Regions from separate parts of the Sus scrofa genome. Here region 2 is linked to region 1. A link is a contact called in public HiChIP or PLAC-seq data. All regions are on one chromosome and are shown on one strand. Each heading gives the region's core, a stretch centred on a gene start, on an enhancer-like site or on the middle of the called end of the contact. The rest is flanking DNA. Distances are from core to core; before and after follow the strand shown. Region 1 overlaps ENOX1 (ecto-NOX disulfide-thiol exchanger 1). Region 2 overlaps ENOX1 (ecto-NOX disulfide-thiol exchanger 1).

Region 1 (5,990 bases), core at 1,345-3,844:
ATAGACTCGCTACATACTCAGATTTGCAAGAAAGTAAAGTGGGTAGCATTTAACCTAGTATCATGTCACACTGGTTGCAGGATTGAGCTGCTCATTTCTTAAGTTCAAATGCATTTTAACAATCCTGCATTTTTACTCCCTGCTTCTTCACTGTTTTTTACATATTTTATTGTGTATTCTTTAACTACCGATTAAAGATGTAGGTGATTTTACTACTTTTGTCTTTCATCCCTTCTACCAGCTTTATGTGTGGTTTTATTACTTTTACCATTTGCCTTTACCAATGAGATTTTTCCTTTTGTAATTTTAATATTTCTAGTTGTGGCCTTTTCTTTCACTTAGAGAAGTCCCTTTAACATTTCTTTAATGCTGGTTTGGTGGTACTGACCTCTTTTAGCTGTTACTTACCTGCAATTTTTTAATTGAAGTCTAGTTGATCCACAACACTATGTCAGTTTCAGGTGTACAGCAAAGTGATTCAGTCATATGTGTATATCTATTCTTTTTCAGAATCTTTTCCATTATAAGCCATTATAAGATCTTGTCTCTAAAACTATTGATCTCTCCCTCAGATCTGAATAAAAGCCTTGCAGGTAGAGTATTTTTGGTTGTAGTTTTTTCCCTTTCATTGCTTTAAATATGTCATGCAACTCCTGCAGGGTTTCTGCTAAAAGGTCAACTCATAGCATTATGCAATACCTTGTATATAATTTGTTGCTTTCCCCTTGCTACTTTAATATTCTCTCTTTATCTTTAATTTTTGCCATTTTAGTTACAATGTGTCTTGGTCCTTTTGGGGTTGATACTGTTTGGGACTCTCCATGCTTCCTGGACCTGGATTCCCAGGCTAGGAAACTTTTTAGATCTTAAGCCTTCAACTATATCCCCTCTCTCTCTTCTCCTTCTGGGACCCCTATAATGTGAATGTTAGTATGCTTTGTGTTGTCCAAGAAGCCCCTTAAACCAGACTTTTTTTTTTCTTTTTTTCTATTTGGCATCAGTGATTTCCAGCAGTCTGTCTCCCGACTTCCCAATCCATTCTCTATATCTGGCCAACTACTGTTGATTCCTTCTAGTGTATTTTTCATTTCAGTTAGTGTATTCTTCATCTCTGTTTGATTCTCCTTTATATTTTTCACTCCTGATAAAAGCTTTTAATTTCTCACTCTGTCCATCCAGTCCCCTCCTGAACATCTTTGAACGTCTTTATAGTTATTACCTTGAACGCTTTATTGGTTAATTTGCTTATATCCACTTGATTTAGTTTTTCTGGGGTTTTATCGTGTTCTTTTGTTTCAAATATATTCCTCTGTCACCTCATTTTACCTCGTTTACTGGTTTATTTCCACATGTTTGGTAGATTGGTTCTGTTTCACGATCTTAGGGAAGTGGCCTTTTGTAGGAGAGGTCCTATGTGTCCTGTCATTGCCATTCCCACTGTTGACCACAGCTATAGATATGCTTTCGGGGTGCTCCTATGTGGGCTTCATTGGCCGTTCTGTTGTGGTAGGCTGACAATTGTGGGCAGTCTGGTAGGCTGGCTATTGGTTGTCAAGCCCTGACTTGTGTGGAGGCTGCTAGTGGGCAGAGCCAGATTCTGGGGTAAGTGGCTCTGAGACAAAGGGTCCTAGATCTAATATCTACAGGCTGATGCCTGGGCTCAGTTTCTAACACAAATGGTTGAAGAGTCTGAGGTGTTCCAAAATTGGTGTTGGTCTGCTGGTGAGGGATTCCTGGGGCTTATGCCTGCACTGTTTCTGGCCCATTGGTGGGTGGAGCAGCTCTCAGGGTCTTTGGCTGCAGTACCCTAGTGTTCCTGAGCCAGTGCACTGATAGGCAGGGCCAGGTTCTGAGCCCTCTGGCAGATAGGGTTGGGTTCTGGGGAGCTTTGGGTTCAGGGGGTCTTTAGGCAGCCTGTCTTCTGGAGAGTGGTGATGTGTCCCATACTACCTTCTGCTTGTCCTGAGATATCCCAGTATTGTTGCCAGAGGCTCTTAGGCAGAGGCAGGGCTGGGTCCTGGGGCTAATAAACTAGAAGGAGGATTCCAAAATGGCCCTTGCCATCACTAGTGTCCTTGTGGTAGAACAAGCTCCCAAAAATGGCTGTCATAGCAGCTCCAGTGGCTTCTGCTTCTATGGGAGGCTCTCTAAGATCAGCAGGTGGGTCTGACCCAGGCTCCTGTCTAATTACTTCTTCTGCCCTGGGTCCTGGAGCTTGTGAGGTTTTGTGTACACTTCTTTTAGAGTGGATTCTCTATTTCCCACGGACCTCTGGCTCTCCCAGAAGTAAACCAAACATTCTGGGAGCTTGCTTCCAGGTACAAGGTCCCTGGGCTGGAGAACCCACTGTAGGGCTCAGACCCTTGCCTCTTGGGTAAACCTCTGCAGTTGTAGTTATTCTCCAGTTTGTGGGTAGCCCACTGGGGGATGCAAGTCTTGACTGTGCTGCATTTCTGTTCCCCTGCATGTCTTATGGTTCCTTCTTTATATCTTGCATTGTAAATGATCTTCTGTCAGTCTTCTGGTCTTTCTCATCCATAATTGCTCTATAAATAGTTGATGCTGTGGTGTGCCCATGAGAAGAGATGAGCTCAGAGTCTTCCTGCTCTGCCATCTTGGCTACCCTCCTCCCCAGATCGAGTCACACACTTCCTTCTTGTTCCGAGAATATCTGATGCTCACCCTGATGTCTTTCCTCTCCCATTCCCACCACCTCAGGCTGACATCCCATGCTTGTGTTATCCATCATACCTTCCCAATTTCTGGATTATTTGGTTGCATGTATGCATTATTTTGCTTGCAGAGGGAAACTTACAACAGGAGAATTGAACACTTCTGTAGTCTTTGTTGTTTATGGTTAATGACCTTCTCACCTAAACATTTCCATTTTTCCTTGTCCCCCCACTTCAGATATTTTAAAACATATTCCAGTTACAACCTTTGGAATTTTTTCAAAATATACAATCCCAGTCCTTCTGGATTTAGGCCTCTCCAGTGTGCTCCTTAGAATTCCTCCAACACCTTTGTGGTTGCCTTGACTTTGTGTCATTATTTCCATTATTTTTCATCCTTGTAGAATCAGAATTCACCAGAGAAGTTCTTCTAAAGACATGGTGAATTTTTTTTTCTTTCACTGCGATTATGACTATGTAGTTATAGGGTCAAATTTTTATTTTTCCATACATCTTTTATAGTGAAGCTGATGGCTCTGTGTTCATATCATAGTTATCTTTTTGCCGATGTTATAATTTTTTCCCCCAAGTCAATGATGTGGGTCTGATTAGAATTAATGTTCTTTGTCCTGGCTGTTACAAACTCCAGGCTGGTATGGTAACTTTATTCCCAGTGTCCAGGCATCTTCATGTTGTTATTGACTTTTTTTTTTTTTTTTTTTTTGAGCTAATCAGTGTTAAGGCTATTATATAGTTCTTCCCTTCCCTCAAAGTTTGGGATCAGACTCCTGCCATTCCTAACTTAGTTTAATTAAACCACTGTAATTCTCCTTGTCATGACTTTATTTAAAACTCTCTTAAAATCTATGGTATCTTGTGTATTTTTTTGGTCTCTGAGTTAATGAATTCTGAGATTACTCTGCTGTACAAATGTACATTATTTTCTTTCTACTAAAATGATCTCTTTTATGCTTTTGAGCTGTAAAACTCTAGTTTTAGTATTGCATGAGTTGGTGAGTAAATACATGTTTATATTGTCAAGACTTCCCTAATCTTTTCAGTCTTTTATTAAAAAAAAAAAAGCAAACTCACTTCAGTTTTCCCCAGTTGATAAACTAGCATCTTTATGTACGAAAACGTTTTACTTAAGAAGCATGCATTTATATCCCCTGACATACTCTTCGAAGCAACATTTTAGAGAATAAAAACTACCCCTGTCATTATGTAGATACAGAGCTCAATATCATCTGAATAACTTTACTTAACTGTAAAATAATAAAGAGGGAGGCAGCACTGTCCTTGCAGTGGCCTCTCCCCCTCTGGATTTCAGGATTCATCATGCCCTTCCTGAAGTGCTTGCCTGCTTTCCTTCTCTCTTCCTATTGAGGGTTTGTCCGTTTGTTTGTTTTGCTTTTTAGGGCCATACCCATGGCATATGGAAGGAAGTTCTCAGGCTAGGGATCAAATAGAGCTGCAGCTGCCTGCCACAGCCACAGCCACACCAGATCAGAGCTGCATCTGTGACCTACACTACAACAACACTGGATCCTAAACCCACTGAACAAGGCTAGGGATCAAACCCACATCCTCATGGTTACAAGTCAAGTTCATTTCCACTGAGCCATAATGGGAACTTCGCTTTTGAGGTTTTTAGTTCATTTGGTTTTTGTTTTTGTGGTTTCTTTGTTGTTGTTGTTTGGTGTTTTGTTTGTTTGTTTCGGCCACTAAAAGATGTAAATCTTTTTTTTTTCTTTTAATTCTTGCTATTGAGTTATTTTTTTATCCTTCACAACCCAGCCCATATTTTTCTTCTCCGTGGTGCTTCCCTGGCACCCTAGAAATAAAAATAATCTCTTTTCTGTCTCCTCACCACAGCTTTCTACAGTAAATTTTTTCTTGAATATTATTGATTGTGACATCTAGTGACCTCCTAGGTACTATGGAGACGTCACCTTAAGCAGTGCAAAGCCGTAAAGACGAGGGAGTAGGCATAATTTTTTTCAACACTGGAATTAATATAAAAGCATAAGTTATAAGAGCTTTCAAAATACCAACTACATGTCATATTTTACGTGAGTTTAAAAGAGAACCACAATAGAGAGGCTGTACGAGTGACAGGCGTTTAATGTTCTGAAGCACGTGAGTCATAATTATCCCCACACATTTCAAAAGACCCAGGTGTCATTTTTTGAAGGTCCGTATTTAACCGAACCTGATGCTGGTTGCAGTGGTCAGTAGCTGGGCAGATGGGTCAGGCGCCAGAAGGATATCATAGGAGGAGCTGGCTTCCCACAGTGTCCCCTCCCCCACCAGCTTGTGGCCTTATCTGTTGGGACTGGGCAGCACAGGAGACCATGCATATCCCATGCGATAGAGAAGGCGTCCAGATGGTCAATGCGTGCTCTGTCCAACAGACCACACTGCCTCGTAACACTCCTTGGCAGCTTCTAACATACCATGCTACTAAGAGTCCTGAGTCGGAAATTGCTCCAGGTCTGTGGCTTCCAGGCCAGAACAGCATGGCCCATCAGTTTCTAGCTTTAGAATAATAAGAAGGAAAACAAATGGTGTTTCCTGCTGAGATTCCATCATCGTAAATGACCGGCCAAATGCTGCTCATAGGTCTGTCTCTTGTGTACAAGGTGCAGTGCTAAGAGGTTGATCATTCAGGTTGCTCTTGGCTTTCAGATGTCTGGGAAACCAGTTGGAGAGAAAACACAAATATAGATACACAAAGAAAATAAACACACACACACACACACGCACACACACACCCCAAAACCCAGTATGTTAAATGGCCAAAAAGGCATACGAAACAATCATTTTCAAAATGCATTTGTTCCCCAGTTTGATGGTGGCTACCAGCTTAACAGCTTTTGCCATGTCTGTACCATCAGAGCATTTATTTACTGATTTGTTTATACACGACTCAAAAAAAAGTATGTAAGCCTCTTCCTAAGCAGTGATGGCTCCAAAGTCACGTGGTTTTCTGCTAACACATTGCTTTGCTGACACAGGTTGAACTATATGAAACAGTCACTATTTTACTTTTTTTTTTTTTTTTTTTTGCTTTTTAGGGCCATACCTGTGGCATAGGGAAGTTCCCAGGCCGGGATCAAATTGGAGCTATAGCTGCCCACCTACACCACACCCTCAGCAGTGCCAGATCTGAGCTATATCTGAGACCTACACCACAGCTCATGGCAACACCGGATCCTTAACCTACCGAGCGGTGCCAGGGATATTAGATGGGTTCATTACCACTGAGCCACAATAGAAACTCCTGACTTTTTATTTTAACCCAAGAAAATATCAATT
Region 2 (5,833 bases), core at 2,780-5,279, 140 kb after region 1:
GCTCAGCAGGTGCATCCTAAGAGGGAAAAAGGAGTTTGCTGGTGCCAAACTGAGATGCTGATAAAGATGAAAATGTGTTTCACTTAATATGTTTGAAAATCAAGACAGATGTATCGCAGCGCCCCTTCTAGAAGATGGGCATCCTGCTCCAAAGCCCGCAAAGATAATTTTTGATAAAAATTCAGATGTATTGTTGCACAGCCTGCCTCCTGCTGGACTCAAGCCAAACTCTTCAGACCAGATCTAGTCCTCTTTCTCTCCTTCGCTCCTTATTCTTCTTTCTCTCATTTTCCTCGCCCTTCCTCCTCCTCTTCCTCCCTCCCCCTGCCCCAGGTGGCAGTGGGAGAGGGGCAGGAATGAAAGAGAGAAAGAAAAAAAGGAGGAAAAAGAGGAAGTCTAGCCTAGATGGGAAGGCGTCACGTGGCACACTAATCGAGTGTCAGGATTGTGCGAGTTAATGAGTCAAGGCATGCAAAGCCCTTCCGACCATGTGACTGTCACCTCTGCTTCTTTTTTTTTTTTTTTTTTTTTTTTTTTTTTGTCTTTTTGCCATTTCTTGGGCCGCTCCCACAGCATATAGAGGCTAGGGCTAAATCGGAGCTCAGCTGCCGGCCTACACCACAGCCACAGCAACGCTGGATCCGAGCCATGTCTGTGATCTACACCACAGCTCACGGCAACCCTGGATCCTTAACCCACTGAGCAAGGCCAGGGATCGAACCCGCAACCTCATGGTTCCTAGTCAGATTCATTAACCACTGAGCCATGACGGGAACTCCCACCTCTGCTCTTATCTCAGTCACACACCCCCACCCCAGCACCTGGGCCTGGGCCTTCCGCCGAGTAAGTGTGCAATAAAAGTTTGTTGACTTCACTTTCATGAGGCCCTTCCTCTAGACTCTGTTTTTGATGCCTCCATCCCATCCGTTGACGGGAAGATGGTAGAACTATTTGCTCTAGTTCCACTGACACGGCAGGCTTTGAGAAGCATGTTCCAACAAGGATGGCTCATGTCTCTCCAATATCCAGAACTTATACATGTCCAGAATTCAGGACCACAGGCTAAGGAGGCCATGGTCCAAGACGTGAAACTCGGCATCCTTTTAATGGTCAACAAACATTTGTCAGGCACCTTGTTGTGCTCAAGGCTCTGTGGACCTAAGGAGCATGGAGAGAGTTAGACACAGCCCACCCTGCCCTCAAGAGTGTGAGAGAGGGAGTCCACCACAGTCATGGCTCAGCAGTTAACGAGCCTAACTAGTATCTGTGAGACCAAGGGTTTGATCCCTGGCCTCACTCAGGGGTTGGGAATCCGGGTTGCTGTGAGCTGTGGTGTAGGTTGCAGATGTGGCTTGGATTCCACATGGCTGTGTCTGTGGCCAGCAGCTATAGCTCCAACTTGACCCCTAGCCTGGGAACTTCCATATACCATGGAGTGCAGGCCCTAAAAAAAAATAAAGACAAGAAAGAGAGCGTGTGGAATACTTTTTGAAGAAGAGAAGAATGGACATTTTGAGTTAATATGATGCAGTGCCTGATGCCAAATATATGTTAGCCATTCTTTAAATTCAGTAGAAACCACAGTGAGTATCGCTACCCAGTATCGTGCAGTGTTGGGTGAGAAGACATTGTATGTTGAACGCAGCTTTTAAAGGAATCAAACTAAAACATCCCTTGCTTAATCGCCAACCCTTCGACCATCCATAATGCACAAATGCTCTTGAATTTTAATTACACCTCATTTAAACTATGAGCTCCTCATAGGAGCCAATACTTTTTTAATCAGGAAGCGTATTTTCTGGGTTGTCAATTTTCCATGGAAACTCACCGCAACATCAGTACAGATTTTTTTTTTTTTAATTCCAAACAAGGATTTTCCAGCTCTTTCAGCCAACTGAGTCAAATTAGGGACACATTATTTAGTTGGGATCGGCAGTAGTCAGTCTGTCTGAGTAGTTTCATATGAACCTGGAAGCCTTGGTTTAAAAAAACAATAAGACTTTCTGGCTATCTCCTTGATCTCTCTGAGCACCACGGCTGCCTGCCTTTTTCTGATTCTGATTATTTGCAGTATGGGAGTGCTTTTGAAAGACGTAAAAGATGGCCAACAGAGGAGTTCCCGTCGTGGCACAGTGGTTAACGAATCTGATTAGGAACCATGAGGTTGTGGGTTCGATCTCTGGCCTCGCTCAGTGGGTTAAGGATCCGGCGTTGCCGTGAGCTGTGTGTAGGTCGCAGACGTGACTTGGATCCCACATTGCTGTGACTCTGGTGTAGGCTTGTGGCTGCAGCTCCGAGTCAACCCCTGGGAACCTCCATGTGCTGTGGGAGCAGCCCTAGAAATGGCAAAAAGACAAAATATATATATATACATATATGGCCAACAGAGAGATTACAATTAGGCACAACCCAGGAAGAGGCTCACGGTAGCCCTCAACACCAATCTGGGCACAGGGAGAAGGGGCTGTTGGATTCCAGACCAGGGTCCTGTAGCCAACTGCCCGGGGCCACCCAGCGGGGCTGTATCACTCACAGCTGGTAGAAGCTTCTGTTTTGGAAACAGTGAACATGACCTAAGCAGGCTTCTTCTGGAGTCACTCGGAACTGGGCATAGATGTGGAAAGTGAGATGGGGCCATCGGAAGCCCCACACCAGTGACAGTGCACCCTGCCCAGCAGATCCCCAAGGCAAGAATATCAGCGGTGAGAAGGACAAGCCATTTTTAGACCTTCTGTCTTCATGCTAACAACAATCTAAGAGAGAAGCACAACAGCAGCATGTGCCCACCAGCCACCAACCGAGTTAAAGACGAGTGTTTTATTTCCAACCACAACAGAATGTCTCTGGGGAAACCCAGTGCCACCAAGGAAATGTGATCCATTAAAACGTAGATGGCTTGGAGTTCCCATGGTGGCTCAGCGGGTTAAGAATCCGACTAGATTCCATGAAGACAGGTTCAATCCCTGGCCTCACTCAGTGGCCTAAGGATCCAGCATTAGCTCACAGATGCGGCTCGGATCTGGCATTGGCTGTGGCAGCTCCGATTTGACCTCCAGCCTGGGAACCTCCATATGCTGCGGGTACAGCCCTAAAAAGATTAAAAAAAAAAATGAAATTAAAAAAAAATCATAGATGGCTAAAAGATGATGAAATCAAATTTCTCATGGGCCAAGTAGCCTGCTTCATTCCTAATCTCTTGAAATAGAGTTTCATTTGCAAGGAGCCAAGACTTTTTCTCCGTTTCTGCCTTTTTTTTTTTTTAATCTTGCTAATCTTGCCAAAAAAAAAATCAAATAAATGTTTGTTGGGGGTAGATTTTTCAGTTTTCTGAATTCGTGGGCAGTGACAATTGCCATTCCGTAATGGATATGTTTCTGGCAAGTGTAGAAATGATTTCTTGACCTTTGAAATGTAAGAGCAGATGCTACTAAACCCATCCGGTGGCACAGGACTACTTTGGATCCGCAGCACTCCGGCCCCACCAGACCTTGTTTATCTGTTGTGTAAATTCACATTTGGAGCCTAAACTGTCTTGAAGCTGAGCCCCCTTATAATCTTATTTCCCCATAGCACGAGACAATGCCATGTTCCTGACACGCTCTCCCATTTGCACAAAATTTCCGTAATCATGTGTTTTGTGTCAAATCGATTTGTGTTGCTGAAATTGCATGGTGTCTCGGAGACCACGGATTTTTTTTCCCCCCTAATACTCTAACCACTCAGCTGCTCTGTACCTCCAAGAAACCCAGGTGAGCCGTGGCCGAGGGTCTGCAGTATTTCACGCTCCAGCTAGGTGCCTTGGAGCCGGGTGGGTTCTCTGAACAGGTTCCATGTGCTGACGGTCGCGTTTGCAGAGCTGACTCAGGCTCTGTTCAGCCCTGGCTTCTTGCCTGGGGACATGAGCCCCTGGAACGTGGTGACCGGCTCTTGGGCTGACGGGCAGTTGGCAGGTGGAGGAGAAGAGTGAGGAGCTTAACAGCCAATGTTCAGAAAGGGAGAAGTGCGGAGACCTTGACCTGGGAGGGGCATAGACAAATGGCCCATGGGCAGCACCACGTCACAGCCCGGCCGCCTGTGCACAGCCCACGCCGCCCTGCTGCCTTTCCATTGCCAGGAGCACCGTGCTCTAGATGACAGTGTATTATGTTTCCTGGGCATTTCATGCTGATAAGGTTTGATGCAGGATCATTACGTAGGGGAGTAGATTTAATCCTGTTTTCTTAGCAGGCTCTAAGGACATGGGGGGAATATTTATGTAATAAGATGCAGAGTTGCTATGGAAAATACTATAGCAACGTAACATCTTCCCAGAGCCAGGCAGCCACTTGTAACAGCAATCTAAATTTACATTTATTTTAGTGTCATTTTATCGACACTCTTAGTATCTCATTCTGACAGGATGTTAAAATATGTTTTCAGCTTGCATTTGAGCAAAATTAACACAGTGTTGTTGGAATTTAAGTGTGGTTTGCTCAACTTCTGGAAAAAATCAGAATGTTTTCGAGGGAGTTTAGATGACACAACCTGAGTAAGTTTGTAACTTTTTTTTTTTTTTCTTTGCAAAATGAACGAAAGAATTCCTTAGCGGCATCTATTCCTAATTTTTCCCATTATTTTGTAAGTAGTGGGTAGGAATGTTTGGTTCCAGAGTAAGGATTATCCTTTTCGGCATTGACCTCGTAATCTGTCATGCTTACCTGTGAGTCTAGTTGGTGCTTATAAAATATGCTTTCAGTGGATCAGCTCATTGTACAGTGGCAGGTCACACTTTCAAAATGAAATGTTTTTCATATGTAAACTTCCTGTCTGTCCATTTTGGAAAATTCAGTGATTAAGAATAATAAAATAGGAGGAGTTCCCGTCGTGGCGCAGTGGTTAACGAATCCGACTAGGAACCATGAGGTTCGGGTTCGATCCCTGCCCTTGCTCAGTGGGTCAAGGTTCCGGCGTTGCCGTGAGCTGTGGTGTAGGTCACAGACGCGGCTCGGATCCTGCGTTGCAGTGGCTCTGGCGTAGGCTGGCAGCTACAGCTCCGATTCGACCTCTAGCCCGGGAACCTCCATATGCCGCAGGAGCGGCCCAAGAAATGGCAAAAAGACAAAAAAAAAAAAAAAGAATAATAAAATATAAAACTGGGTTAGTAATAACACTCCAAAGGACTCTTGAGTTTCTAATCCTTTTTCTTCTGCACAGCCTAACTGTATATATTGTATATATTTTTGTATATATTTTTATATATATTTTTGTATATATTTTTAAAGCTCAGAAACAATTCTACACGTTTCTGTGTTCCATCATCAGACGTTTTTGTTTAACAGGTGAGGTTTTTTAAAGCTTTGTTTTCCATGGTGACGGTATAGACATTATAGAGCAAATGCGGATGTATGTTTTCTGAATCCTGGACTTAGTCCTAGGACCCTTTCGGACTTGGAAGCTATGATCTTTGAGGTGGCTGGAGTGGATACCTGAGGTTATTAAAGCCTGAAAACCGAGCCAGCCCTCCCCAAAACATCTTTTGGTTCCCTTCAACGTGAGTGTGGCAGAGAACTATTGATATGTAGCTGGTTGGTAGTGAAAAGATAGCGTCTATTGATTTTTCTTCCATCCCTCTCCATCTAAAAATCTTAAAGTGTGACTGTAACACTGGTCCGGTGGGACATGGGCCGAAAGAATCAATACCAGGCCGTATTAAAACATGTGCTGTGACCACCTCCTTAGCTCTGATGTAGTGTTTATGAACATCAGTGTCCTAATTCTCCTGTGATGTTTATACTGCACTGTTCATCAAGACCCAGTTGGCGACATAAAGTTACAATACCTCGACTCCTAACAC

What was found. HiChIP or PLAC-seq counts read pairs in DNA pulled down with a chosen protein or histone mark.
Region 2: a contact with region 1 is called in an H3K27ac HiChIP or PLAC-seq map of skeletal muscle. The contact joins two enhancer-like sites. A contact is called at or near these places in 1 of 47 Hi-C or Micro-C datasets (skeletal muscle) and 1 of 2 datasets of contacts at active chromatin or transcription factors (skeletal muscle).

Annotation. Positions count from the first base shown.
Region 1 is chr11:23,622,222-23,628,211 of Sscrofa11.1, forward strand. All of the region lies in intron 3 of ENOX1 (ecto-NOX disulfide-thiol exchanger 1), which reads left to right. It overlaps LOC106505299 (a long non-coding RNA gene), which reads right to left. Exons shown (of 2, transcript XR_001299577.2): 2 at 4,779-5,364. Among named protein-coding and RNA genes, the nearest start is that of ENOX1, 390 kb to the left of the region's middle. Within about 2 kb of position 2,595, at least 1 of the 83 cell types and tissues checked has an H3K27ac peak or open chromatin away from gene starts, as enhancers often do. A contact at or near this core is called in skeletal muscle, where this site is marked.
Region 2 is chr11:23,758,817-23,764,649 of Sscrofa11.1, forward strand. All of the region lies in intron 11 of ENOX1 (ecto-NOX disulfide-thiol exchanger 1), which reads left to right. Among named protein-coding and RNA genes, the nearest start is that of DNAJC15, 330 kb to the right of the region's middle. Within about 2 kb of position 4,030, at least 7 of the 83 cell types and tissues checked have an H3K27ac peak or open chromatin away from gene starts, as enhancers often do. A contact at or near this core is called in skeletal muscle, where this site is marked.